2 separate regions of the Zea mays genome follow, and region 1 is linked to region 2. Evidence: chromatin contacts called from public Hi-C data. All regions are on one chromosome and are shown on one strand. Each heading gives the region's core, a stretch centred on a gene start, on an enhancer-like site or on the middle of the called end of the contact. The rest is flanking DNA. Distances are from core to core; before and after follow the strand shown. Region 1 holds the start of LOC100279895. Region 2 has its middle 32 kb from the start of LOC103645359.

The links. A called contact is a pair of places that touch in the nucleus more often than the background predicts.
Region 1: a contact with region 2 is called in a Hi-C map of ear, with 2.3 times the contacts expected there. The contact joins the promoter of LOC100279895 here to the enhancer-like site in region 2. A contact is called at or near these places in 7 of 25 Hi-C or Micro-C datasets (bundle sheath, ear, endosperm and 2 more) and 1 of 3 datasets of contacts at active chromatin or transcription factors (seedling).

The regions. Positions count from the first base shown.
Region 1 is chr1:238,343,745-238,347,695 of Zm-B73-REFERENCE-NAM-5.0, reverse strand. It overlaps LOC100279895, which reads right to left and starts at 1,341. Exons shown (of 18, transcript NM_001361000.2): 1 at 766-1,341; 2 at 547-657; 3 at 360-416; 4 at 187-263; 5 at 1-95. The coding sequence starts at 846.
Region 2 is chr1:238,262,827-238,266,579 of Zm-B73-REFERENCE-NAM-5.0, reverse strand. No RefSeq gene overlaps it. Among protein-coding and RNA genes, the nearest start is that of LOC103645359, 32 kb to the right of the region's middle. Within about 2 kb of position 2,224, at least 18 of the 20 cell types and tissues checked have an H3K27ac peak or open chromatin away from gene starts, as enhancers often do. A contact at or near this core is called in bundle sheath, ear, endosperm and 3 more, where this site is marked.

The DNA of each region.
Region 1 (3,951 bases), core at 92-2,591, 82 kb before region 2:
ACTGGTTCTCCATGACCGGCGAACTTTCACAAAGACCAGGTATGATGTGCCAATTCTTGAACTCTCCCCTGAAACCTCTCGAAATGCTTCCGCTCCTGTAAAAACCGATACTGCTGATATGAAGGCAAAGTTCTCCAGAATGCATCGATATATGAAGTTCAGATAAGCAATGGCATTAGCACACACCCCATCCCACCAAGTGGCACACCCTGGGAAGCTGACGGTTTACAGCGCTCTTTTGTGAACGGATCGATCGGTGCTTTCTGCAAGCACAACAACAGATCACACCCTGTCAGCACAGTTTTTGGATCCATTTGTGTTCTGAAGAAAATCATGCATAGGAGGATAGCTGATGTCACCCGTCCATGTGACGCCTCCTCCCGAACATACGACCATAGTCTCAGGCCAAGGCTCATCTGCAATTGCGGGAGCAGAACTTAGCAGGCAGCACCAACAAGGCAACAGCTTTGAACTAGAAGAGGAATAGAAAAAGCACATGTCCTAAAACACCCAACACAGAGGACCGGATCCCCGAGGCGTCCATACCATCCTCATTGCCTCCATGAAAGTGACACTGAACTCCTTGAGGATGTTCGCGTGGCTGTTGAGCCGCCTCCGCCACGCCTGCTCCGGCGGCGCCCCGCCATCGAAATCCAACTGCAGCGAAGGAAGCTCCAAAACGTCAGACCACCCCGCAAGCAACAGTCAACACGAAACGAGAAACGGAACGGATTCGCCGACGCAGGAGCCAAAAAGTGGGCTCACCAGCTGCAGCGCGGTCCGGCCGACGTACTCCTCCGCCGGCCACGAGTTCTTCCGGCAGTGGAAGATGTGGCCGCTCACCATCGCGCCCGCTCGACTCGAAGTGCTAGTTGCCGCTTCTCACCCTCCCCCGCGCCCGCGGTCACTGCCGCAGCCCCACCGACACGATCCTGCCCGCGCCGCGCGCCGCCGATCCGGGGTGCGCGCCCCCTGGGCTCCCGCCAAACCAGAAGATTCGCGGGCCGGACGCCCTCATGCGCATCCCCCGCGGCGACCGGGATCCCCAGCGGTAGCCCTCCGCATCGCCGCGCCGCCCCCGCAGATCGATTCGGCGCCCTCTGGATCGGCTGGTCACGCCGCGGCCGGCTGGATTGGATTGGACCGAATCCAACCGGTGAGTATGTATGGCTCTCCCTGCCCCTCCTCTTCTACCTTTTCTCCTCGCGGGCTGTCTGTCGCCGCGCTGGTGTGGTGCGCTATGGAGTCGTTCTCGAGGAGCGAGAAGGTGAGAGGAAGTCGACGGCGCACGCACTGGTGCCCGGAGGGTGGAGGGCTGGGCCTTCTGGAAGAGAAGAAGAAAGTGGTTACAGCGCCTACCGGCCACGCGCGTATGAATGGATACTACTAGTAGTACTCTACCAGCCCCGTTGGGTGGCGGTGCCGATTCGTGAGTTGGGGCGGCGGGCGGTTTACTAGCGTCTTCTCTGACGGCAGTTCGTGGTCTTTGCGTTGAGTTCAGGTGTCCACATACGTAACGGGAACCGAGGAAAACCTGCCGGTGATTTTGGGGGACGCCGGCCTGGCTCGTAGACTACGCTAGAATCGGTGCTGAATGCTACTACACGGTACGGAATAGCGAATCGGAATCCTTTTTTATGCTTTTAGCGAGGACTGCAACAATTTTGTGCGGTGCGGATCGGTTTTGCTTTTAGAGACCGAATTGAGTGTTTGGTTTGGCTTTTTCTTTGGTTTTTGTCCTTTAAAAACCAAAAATAAACTAAAGGACTGCAACCAGAAATTAACATTTTTAAGGATTCATTTCCACAAACGAAAATGAACTGTTTTTTTTAGAAAATAAATTTTTTTTTGAAAAATAGGGTTCCCAATCTAGCCCTAAAACACGACTTTTTCGTAGGACAAACATGAAAGCACCTCTAGACCTACTTTTAGTAGCTTTTGAATAAACTGAGAAAATATAAATGTAAGAACTTTTAGCGGCTTTAGAGATTCCACCAAATAATTTTTAACTTTTTAATAGATCACACCCCATATAAGCTTTTTTTATAGCTCACAGGCAACAACAACTTTTTTCACAGTCACAACCCAACCAAACAGACCCTTGGAGTGTGTTTGGTTTGGCTTTTGTTCCATAAAAGCCAAAAGCTAAACTAAAGGAATGGATCCAATAAACAACTTTTTCCTAAAATCCGACTTTCTCGTATTGTAAAACTGAAAGCAACTCTGGACCTGCTTCTAGCGGCTTTTGATGGTACCAAACGATTTTAGGATTTTTAATAGCTCACATCACACAACAGTTTTTTCACAGTTTACAGCCTACATCAGTTTTTTCCACAGCCACAACATCAACCAAACAGACCTACCGGTTCGAGGTGCGTAATCACGTTGTTAATTAATCTACTAATGTATAATGTGGAGATACTACTGATGAAAATTTGTGTTGAAAATATATTTCTGGAACATAGCTCTCTGAATGGCACAATCAAAATTAACATACTGTTTATGGAGAATTTTTCGATAATGAATTGAGATAGATCACGAGATCAAAAACTAAAGGTATGACATAGGAGACATGAAAATTAAGATAGATTCGGGCCTCTTGATTTAAGATGATATTATGTGTCCGCTTTATGGTGGTGTTTTTGTATTTTCTAATAAAAACTCATCTGATATGATCTCATGGGATCTACTTGAGGGCTCCCTGCTCCTGCTTCTAAGAAGGGGGCGATTAATACCTAGTCCATAATGGTATCAAATCGGTTACCTAATTGTACATGAATCCAATTATATGATTACAAGTGTATCTTTGACTTATCATTTATCTGTTAGGATCTTTGTATTATCCGATAGAACCTTTGTCTTATCTGTTAGGATCTTGATCATATCTTCTATTCGGATAAGACCTTTGTCGTGTTTGTGCTTCTGTAATCCTATTGGTGGTAGACCTCCTTCTGATCATGATGGACGAGTCTATGGGCTCTCAGCCAAGCTCATGGCCAATCTTACATATCCTTCTCGTTGAGATTGATCCAGGTACCCCTAGTATATATATTCTTGACAATAGTCTTCGATTTTTATTTGGTTGAATCATTAACTCATGTTGATGAGACTCTTCTATTGAATCTTCTTGAACGTCTTGAATTGTTTGTGACTGACTTGTTTTGTCTTCTAGTCGAGTCCTTAACTCTGTCATCCAACCCTCGAATCTATAGACTTGGTACATTGTTCAGGACTTGGTCACTTTACCAAACTTGCGCTTCAGAGTTTGCAACTCTATGTCGCACCTGCTTTTTAGCTGTTTTATAAAAGAAAATATGCCTTTTAGCGGCTTTATAGAAAGAAATAAGCTTTTTAGCCTCTTTATAAAAAGGAAATATTTTGCAGTGCTTTAGCTTTCGATAGCCATTAATCTAAAGAATTTTTTGGCCAACGTTCTATGCCTCGGTATAAATGGATGGAAGATCTTATATCAAGCACATTGATGTCATCTTCTCCAAAATGAAGAGAACCTAGAAACTGAAAACTCTAGGCCTTATAGTAGTTTATGTGGCTAGAAATGTGGACTCAACACTGAGTTCTCCTTCATGAGGGAATAACTTATGCACGGGAATATGACGAGGAAATTGATTCTTCCCGGTTGTAAGAAACGGCTGACGCCTAAGAGGGGGGTGAATTAGGACTTCTAAAACTTTCGCTAAACTAGGTCACAAATAAATCCCTAGAGCAAAACTTATGCAAATAGTCAAACTAGAATGTGCAAACTAGGTTTTGTCTAAGTGTTGCTATCTCTACCGTAATGGCTAAGTTTCAATCTACACTAAATAAGTATGTATACAAGATTGAAACTTAAATGCTTAATATAAATGTGGAAACTTAAAGAGCAAAATAGAGAAGCAAACTCTCGTGGATGACACCGGTATTTTTATCGAGGTATCCGGAACCGCGCAAGGT
Region 2 (3,753 bases), core at 975-3,474:
GGGGCCACTTACCTGCCTGCTATGGGAACAAACGGGGCAGACAGCACGACTGAAGATAGATTGGCAACCATTGCGTCAGCAAGTGCCAGGAAATGGCACGTCAGCCAGGCTTTGGCCCCACCTACAGGGTCGTAGCCTCCCTTGAGGAGGGCCCGGGGGCCACTGTCGGTACCCTGGAATAGGGGTACCCCTTACTATAGTAAGGAGGCGCAGTAAACCACGCCTCACCCCTCCACGGGGGCAATCTTTGAGGCCACCAGGATCCGGACCCTCGTAAGGGAACACCGGACCCCAACACACCTAATTGGGATCTTAGTGTTCACCTAAGACGGAACCCGGACCCCTCTAGGTGAGGTCCGGACCGTCCACAACGAGATCTCGGGACGGGGAATATCGTGGCTTAAGTCGGGGGCGTATAGGGGTCCGGCACAGACACTTGTCGAGATTTTGTCAGGCACGCCTACTCTCCCCGCCTGGGCGGAAACCCGATGCTGCCACGTGTCTATGGCCCGTGACGAAAGCCGGAGAGCACGGCCTGACGTAAGGTTTCGGGCCCGTGCGATCTCTGCATTTATTGCGGAGATCGCGCGCCGCCTGACCGCCCTGCTCACAGGCGAAGTGCCCACTCGGCATTTAATGCGCCCCGTCCACTCTGGTGGCAGGCGTCGACCAGGTCGGGCGGCATACCTGGCCAATCAAAGCAGTGGGCAGTACGCCCGCACCGCCGCATGCGTGCAGTGGTCATCATAACTTGGTCCATACCAAGGAACCTTGGGCAGCACGCCAATTCTACTCAGGCAGTGGATGTCAAGGCACAGGGAGATAGCGCAAGGTGACCGACACTAGTTGCTCCGGGTGTTCCACCCTTATGTCTCTGGGCCCGCATGTCGGGGTTCAGGGTCTCTTTGTACATGTCCCCCCTCGACTATAAAGGGGGCACGCGACGTTACACACACGCAGTCTCAGACTCGCTAAGCTCATACAAGCTCTCGAGCAATACAACTCACAGTGGAGTAGGGTATTACGTTCCGGCGGCCTGAACCACTCTAAACCCTTGTGTGTTCCTGAGTTCTTCCTCCTCACTCCAACGATCAAGCAAAACGCCTAAGCCCCTCCTCATCTTAGGATTTAGGGCGGGTGCACTCCGCCACCCGGCCGAGGATTTCCTATCCGACAGTATCCATTACCCTATATAAACCGTTTGTGTTACATTTCAGCGGACCAAACACCACCATAGATTGGATGACGGACGGGCTCCACTTGTTAGGAACGACCATATATATTCTTCAACTAAATACAAGCCAAGGACGAAACACTAGAAGCAAAGGGGACAAAAGGATCGAACACGGCAAGTAGGTGCCGATCCGTTCACCCCGTACCAAGTGACGAAATGGAATCGCTGTATTACAGTATGCTATTGGAAATTGTGATCAAAGAGCGCACGCGGCACGCCGTGTTCCTGTCCACATGTGCACGCGCCCGTGGCCGCCGGGATGATCTGGACTCTACTCTAATGCCGCTCTAGATTATTGTACTTTTGGTTATTTATTCAGACGTTTCGTAATCATCGTCCCTGTCTTTTTGTAAAGCTGTAAAATAAAGTCAGCTAAAGTGATGTTCAGCGCATGTCCGGAAATAATCTTTCATCATGCAGTAAACGTCAGACACTAGCCTTGAGAACGATTCAACAACAGCACCGCCGTCCCCGTGCCATCCCTTTTTCCAGTAACCCTAAAACCTCAATAGCTAAACTCATTCAAACAGCGAAATTTATAAATACTAGCAAAAAATACTCATACGTTACAACGGTGGTATAAATATAGGTTATATAAAAACATATATATTTTGCTGGATAGATGGTTGTAAACGTGAATTTAGAGAGAACAACTTCACGTAATTAATTTTAGCTTTTTTTTTCTTTACCATGTCACTTCACTCCGAGTTCTTCCGATGCTGGCCTTTCGTCGTTTCCCTTCGCGCGGTGGATGGGGGTGCACCAGCGACGTTGCTTGTCGGGGCTCTCGGTGAAATTTCAGCCAGACCCAGACGCCACGCGCCAGACCGCGGGTGCGAGAATACTCAGGGCATCGCATCTGCGAATCTGCCCGGTATCTGCTGGTTGGTCGGCCATTAACCGGTTCGCACCAGCACCACAGGCGTGCGTCCATGGTGCACGTTGCGGGCCGCCAGCGTCGCCACGTCCCGCCTCGGGCAACCCGGACAACCGTCAGCACGACGTGTGGAGCCTGGAGATTGGAGAAGGAGAACCCCGAGTTTCCCCCGCGCCGGGATCGGAGCCGCCGCGGATCCGGCCGCCGGCGCGTGGGAGAGCAGCGGACGACACGCGGCGCGCGGGCCCCAGCGCATGCATGCCGCGGCTTTGCGGCTCCGGGCGGGCCGCGTTGCCGACGTGCGGGGACGGACAAGTTCGCCGCAGGAACAGGAACGGCTAGGAAAAAATAAGACCTCCGTATTTAAAGGCGAAGTCGGCAAGTTCAAACGGACCGTCAGCATCCACGGGCGCAAGGACAGCACAACCCCCAAAAAAAATAACGACACAGTTTCTACACTTATATATATCGTTCTAAACAAAAATAAAATTTATATTTCATTACTACTCCCTCGGTCAAACAGCATCTCTACGAGATTCCTAATGGTTAAAATTTATTAAATTTAATTACATTATCCAAAGTATTAGCAATACTTATTTTTTATCTAGGAAATGATTCATGATCCCCGGTACCCACTGATGGAAAAACACCTGGTCGTTGGGGCCCATTAGTCAGCTTGAAGAGGTGGATACGTCAACCCTAAAAGAATCCGCCTTCGATCGAACCCCGCGGCACCGAGTCCGTGGTCGAACATGCCGGAACCTGACAAGAGGGTCGGGCGGCTTGTTCGGCTGGCTGGCAAGCGTAGCTGCTGCAGATGTTCGGACTGCTGCAGCTGCAATTTATAGAGCCAAAATACTGTAGAAGCCAAAGTCGCAACAAGCCGCAGCGGACAAGCCATCGAGTGGATCCCGCGCCTGGCCACAGACTGACCTGCCGTGAATACCTAGCCGCATGAACCACGCCTGACACTGACCCACAGCGCAGGCACCGTTATGCTTCTCACTTATGACCTATGAACTCCCTCGTACCGCATACCACTCATGACCTATGAGTCCCTCGGACTATGGCGCATTTATGGTCCGCCCGTCATCTACGCACGGTGCATTCATGGCCTATCAGACTAGGCCTAAGTGCACAGATCACTAGTAGAGCGCAACACGGCGGGTCGCGTCGAGTGAAAGGGAATTAGGCTTACACCTATTTCCTAAATGATTTTGGTGATTGAATTGCCCAACACAAATAATTAGACTAACTAATTTGCTCTAGTGTATAAGTTATACAGGTGCCAAAGGTTCACACTAAGCCAATAAAAAGACCAAGAAAAGGGTTCAACAAAGTGAGCAAGGGATAACCGAAGTGTGCCCTGGTCTGGCGCACCGGACAGTGTCCGGTGCACCACCGGACAGTGTCCGGTGCACCAGGGGACTTCAAGCTGAACTTCACACCTTCGGGAATTCTCAGAGGCGCTTCGCTATAATTCACCGGACTGTCCGGTGCTACACCGGACAGTGTCCGGTGCTCTAGGGAAGAGCGACTCTGAACTCGCCAGCTTCGGATTTCCGCTCCGCTATAATTCACCGGACATGTCCGGTGCACACCGGACTGTCCGGTGAGCCGGCGGAGCAACGGTTATTCCGCG